Linked DNA regions of Zea mays: region 2 is linked to region 1. A link is a contact called in public Hi-C data. All regions are on one chromosome and are shown on one strand. The core of a region is the stretch at or near the end of the contact, and the rest is flanking DNA. Distances in the headings are between cores, read along the strand shown.

What was found. A called contact is a pair of places that touch in the nucleus more often than the background predicts.
Region 2: a contact with region 1 is called in a Hi-C map of ear, with 2.7 times the contacts expected there. The contact joins the promoter of LOC100279158 here to the promoter of LOC103634135 in region 1. A contact is called at or near these places in 3 of 25 Hi-C or Micro-C datasets (ear, endosperm and tassel).

Annotation. Positions count from the first base shown.
Region 1 is chr7:124,058,635-124,061,588 of Zm-B73-REFERENCE-NAM-5.0, reverse strand. LOC103634135 (glutamate receptor 2.9) reads right to left here and starts at 1,484. Exons shown (of 4, transcript XM_020541653.3): 1 at 946-1,484; 2 at 1-861. The coding sequence starts at 439.
Region 2 is chr7:124,277,279-124,280,232 of Zm-B73-REFERENCE-NAM-5.0, reverse strand. It overlaps LOC100279158, which reads right to left and starts at 1,392. Exons shown (of 2, transcript NM_001152189.2): 1 at 1,171-1,392; 2 at 472-1,067. The coding sequence starts at 1,235. The coding sequence ends at 806.

The sequences.
Region 1 (2,954 bases), core at 235-2,734:
TGAAATTAACCTCCAAGAATGCAGCATGAAATTTTTTAGCAGCCCTAGAAGTACTTATTTTGTTGAAATCAGTGGAACCATTGTTTGTTTCAGATAGCACAAAATCAGAATTAACATATCCGGCCTTCTCTGCAGCCAATGCTATTGCCCATACTGTATCATACGCATACAGACCAGACGTTATAGACTCATTAATTGATGTACCAGGATTTTCTGACCTATATTTCTCACACCATCTTTGCCTAAATTTGTTTAGTTTCGCAGTTTCTTGAACATAAGGCTCAATCCCAACAACACCTTCCATCACATCAAGTGCAGGATAACCAACTACATTGAAGATATCTGTCAAACCATATGCTGTAATCCAGACAAAGCCCTGGCCCATCATTCCCTCATCCTTAGCAAGCTGGAAAAACTTAAGGGCTAACTGATATGACATGCGCACAACAAAGACACTTGTCCAATATTCTTTTAAGCTTGATATAGCATGCTTTATCTCATCTTCTCCAGCAGAAGGATGGATCTTGCACCTGTACGGAACACGAGTATCGACATGTCCCAGGGCATCAACGAGATCAGGGATAAATCTAGTGTTGGAATCATCGTCCTCGATGATAGGAATGACTTCCCTCCAATTGTATTTCTGGACAAGTGAGGCAATAGCTTCAGCTTGGCAGGAGTCGTTCCATGCTGTCCTGATGAAATATGGGGTCTGGCTGGATGACCGGGACGGGCTGTTTGCAGAAAAGGAAATGATTGGAACTGATGTCTTGTTCCCAAGCTCTGTAAGAAATTTAGCTTGAGTAGATGTCTGTGGCCCGACGATTGCTTGCACATGGACATTTTTCAGTAAATCAACACCTGCAGTAGTTCCCAAAGACGCAAACATGTCAGCGAATAATGATTTATCAAACCGAAAAGTTCGGTGACATTCATTCATCCTACCTGAGCATGCAAAATTAGTTTGAAACCTGCAGCAGATCCAGGGATTCTGAGACTAGGATGCAAAAGGGAAACTTCAGAAGCAGAAAAAAAACAAGGTTTAAAATAAGCATCTATGGGCTTATCCAAAATGAAAGCAAGGATGAGCTACGTATTCGGCATTGTAGCTCTCAGGCGTCCATGGAACCATGGGAAACCCCAATTTGCGTGCACAAACCTAAATGCCGAGAGAAATGAAACGACAAGGAGAGCAGGAGCGAGTCGATAGGGTCCCGGCGGCGCGGGAGAAGGAGAATCTTTCGCCGCCGCCCGCCGGAAGTGTCGTCGGCTGCCGTCCGAAAAGTGAGAACTGAGAGCTCCGGGGCGGGATGTTGGCATGTTGCTATGGGCTAGAACTCTCTGGGCCGTCGTTGGGCTGAGCTGGTGTCTGCTTTAGTCAACGGCGAGCCCACGACTGACAGACCACATTGGCTATTGGGTCCTTTCTGGCTTGGCTCGAGCCGACCACCGCAGTGGGCACGATATTTTTTTCTCACGTCAGGTTACACCTCATATTCAAAATTTTGTGTAGTCTACCGTCTAAAATAGTGTTTTGGATGTACAGATAAACTGTTAGACACGATCGTTGATTGTCATTGATTGTCGTTGATTTAGTTGAGCTTTTAGAACTGCTTCTACTTCGAAAAAGTAGGTTCAGCTTTTTTTTGCAGCTATTTTAAAAAGACATATTTTGTGTAGTGAAAAATTAATAGCAGCGTGGACCCTATTTTTACTGTTTATCTGAGTTCATTATATTAATAAATAGATGAGGCAAGTAGAGACCAACATATGATGAAAAATAATTAAGTGTTATAATAAATGAAATAAAAATATTTTAAAAAATAATTTAAAATGAAATTTTAAATTTAATTTATTTGTAAAAGTATCATGAACATAAATGTGAAATCTGTTTTTATATTAGATATATTAGTTAAGAGATTTAAACAAAGTGCATATAAATAATATATAGTTTGTTTACAATAGATAACTCACAGCAGTTCGAACCAAATGACTTTCAACGTTTTTTCTCATAGCAGTTTTTCACAACAGACAGCTCATAACAACTTTTTTCATAGCTCACTATTGAAACAAACACACTCTAAGACCCTGTTCTAGACCTCTAAAAGTAATAATAATTAGCAGGAAAAATTAGTTAAAATTTTTAGAACAGATCAATTAATAGACTAGCTAATTGTTAATGGAGAAATTCCAAATTACCCCTTCACCTATGGACAATATTCACATAACCCCTTAAAATATTTTTTAGTTCATTTTACCCCTCCACAGCTTTGTGTTGGTTCAATTTACCCCTTAACAAAATTTGTTTTTTTTATCTCTTTATGTACAAATTGGGTTTTCATTTCAAATTTTTGTTGGTTACTCCCTTCGTCCCATAATATAAGGCGTGCTCTCTCTAGACACACGTACATCGATACAGTGATATAGAAAGAATTAAATACATTTCTTAGTCTTTGAACCATAGGTAGTTACACCTTATATACTGGGACGGAGGGAGTAGTAGCTAATAGCATAATTTAGTCTCGAAAAATATATTATGTTTTTATAATTGTTTTGATAGGTTAGAGATCAGATAAGATAATAATTTTAATGGTACAAAACTAAATCTAAAATAATGATGAATTTTTTTAATATTTTTAACATAAGATATGATGTCCACAATCACCTAAAAATATGAACTTGAAATTCAAATTTACATGGAGAAACGAAAAAGACAAATCTTAACAGAGGGAGATTTGTCCTTTTTGTTTGTCCACGTACAAATTGAAATTCAACTTCATATTTTTTGAGGTGATTGAGGACATCATAACTTATGTTAGAAAAATATGTTAAGAATTTTTATCATTATTTCATATTTATTTTTATACTATTAAAGTTTTTAACTCAAGAGAAGTGAAGAAGCATGATCACAAGTTCAAGAATGAAGGTATCAAAGAAAATAATCTAAAAGGACT
Region 2 (2,954 bases), core at 143-2,642, 220 kb before region 1:
ACGGTCAGCCGGCATATTTATGTAATTAATGGATGAGAAATAAAGTAGGCAAGAATTAGAAGGGAGAAACCCTCATCTTGCTCAGCCCCGGGCAAAGGCCTCCGGCCAGCGTTTCTGCCCATCGATCCCTCTCTTCAATCCCCTCTACACATCTAATGTTCATTGGCGGGTACTGTTCATGTTCATTGGCGGGGACTATTCACGCGTGAACAGTACCACACCGCCTCCACCAGCAACTCCAATCCCTCACCGATCTAGCAACCATAACAGTATAACAACATATTTGCAAATTATAACAAAAATAATAGAGACTATAATGTATCCTAATGTAGCCCAGGCCCAGTCACAACGTATGCCCAACCTATAGATTGCACTGCCACAGGCCCTTCAAAATCCAAACCAACACCCCTTAAGGATCTGTTTGGAGGCCGGGTAACAGTCAAAAACCATTGTAAATTACAAATCCGGATATTGTTCCACCCAAAAATGTAATTTGCTGCTTGGATGACCGGTGAGACCACTAATATTACAACTGGTTTTGGCAAAAACAGACAGAGAATTAAGTCATGGTGTGTACAACTTACATGAAATGTTTAGTAACAATTTGTGGGAAATCTAGCAAACTGATGCTACAACAACCTCAGCAAACAATTAGTAAACAAAGACGAGTGTCATTTCTCTTCCATCAATGCCAAACAGGACTTACTGGATATGCATCCTTATCATGCATGTTCAGGATAGATCTGTTGTTGGACTCACAATGTTTCTTCAGTTCATCTCCACAATTCCATCGTTACTCAAACAGTTAGAACAAACAATTGACCAAATGAGTTTTGGCAATTGCATGTGTCAAGGTTGCGTGCATGAACAGATACCACAATCGCATACCTTGAGCAGGATGCCGTAGGACACCGTCGACACCACACCCCCTGGGCCCACGGATTTCCTCGAAGAGCCGGAGCGCGCGGTCGACGTCGCCGCAGCGCACGCAGGCCTCTAGAACCACGTTCATGCCGATGGTGTTGCGAAACCCGCCCCCGCGCAGTTGCTTCCACGTCCTCCATGATCTGCGCCGCACAACCAAGGTCAGCACTCGGCACTAGCAAAAAAAAAAATAGAACAATCCGACCGCTGGAGTGGATGGGGAAGGAGAGAGCACGCGAGGCAAACCTGGGCGAGCCCGGCGGGAGGTCGACGATGCGGGCAGTGAGGCGGCGAAGGTCGGTGGACGGCATCGAGAGTCCGACGGAGGCGGGGCTCGCGCGGCCCTGGCGTGGGCGAGGGGAGAGAAACAGCGGCGGCCAGCGGCATCTCTTCTCTCGCCGCTAACCGCTGGGCACTGCCACTGCCGTAGTGCCGTGTGCCGTCGAACGCATAGCAAATCACGATAAATCGACGTAAACTAATAGAAACCGGTAGAATTTAAATCCAAAATAAATTTTAAATTGGCTCGGTTTTTAACCAATTTATCTACTTATACAGCAGATTAATCGATCGATCTATCGAACAGAGAGTTCCCTGGTTTTTGGCGATAAAGCCCGATGGAAATTTCAACAAAAAAAAATTGCTCCCTCCATCCCAAAATATAATTTATTTTAGACTATATTTATTAAGTAATATATAAATATAGTTTACATATATGTCTATATTCATTATCATTTGAATGAATATGGACATAAAAATGGGTTAAAAAGAACTATATTTTAAGACGGATGGAATATTTAAATATTATTACAAGTTTAATAACAATATTTATCAGTTCGTGTCACGGTTTTATACTTTACAAATAACATCAAAGATGTGATACACCCTTCGGTGAAGATCATTGTCACTCGTACGTGTTACATGGATCGTGTGTTGTATTGTACTCCTTCGATGAGAGCAAAATAATATATTGATCATATATCAACTACGTCTTACACTTCGACCAAATCTATCTGGTCCACGTAAGAGTCACACTCTATGACTCGTGAGGTTTGCTATTTAGCCTGATGGTGGTGCTGGTGTCAATAACACTGATCGGATAGACGGTGGTATATGATCTTGAGCTTGCTCTTTAGCTACTCGCTCCTGAAGTTGTTCTTCAATTAGTCGCTCTTAAGGTTGCTCTTCTGTCTCGGCTGCAACTGGACATGAGGAAGGAGATGGCGTAGCAACACTAGCAAGAGCCTTCTTTGTTGCATGTTTCTGGAAAAGAGAAGCGATATCTTCTGTCCTCTTCATAAGTTATCTCATTAACTATATAGGAATAACAACTTATTAAGGATAATCTATTGTTGTCAAAAAATTGCGATTGCGTATGAACTAAGTTACTGAACTAATTTATATTCGATAAAAAATATTGGCTAACAAAATATGAAGAACAATCAATGAACCCATGGTAAATAATCCAGCATCTAAAAGAAATATAAAAAACAATTTAAGTATGTTCATGTAGACTACAAAGTACAACAAAATAAATAAAACAATCATATCATGCTTATACCTTACCTCCTAGGACTACACACTGCAAAGTAAAAGGTTTTTCATCTACCCGGCAAGCAACAACGAATGGGGAACAAGGTTACCTACAGCGTCTAGCACGAGCAAAAACTAGAGGTGATTAGCACCAGCACGTTCTCCAATGATGCACTTTTTAAATCTTAATCTACAATAACAGGATAATTGATAAAATAATAATTCTATTTATGTGTTCACACTCACCGGCAAGGCGTCAAACGCCAGCTGTGTTGTGCTCTTGGGTCTTGGCCGCCTGTACGACTGAAGGAATAGGTGACGCCTAAGAGGGGGATGAATTAGGACTTCTAAAACTTTTACTAAACTAAGCCACAAATAAATTCCTAGAGCGAAACCTATGCAATTAATCAAACTAGAATGTGCAAACTAGGTTTTGTCTAAGTGTTGCTATCTCTACCGTAATGGCTAAGTTTCAATCTAAAACAGTATAAGTAAAA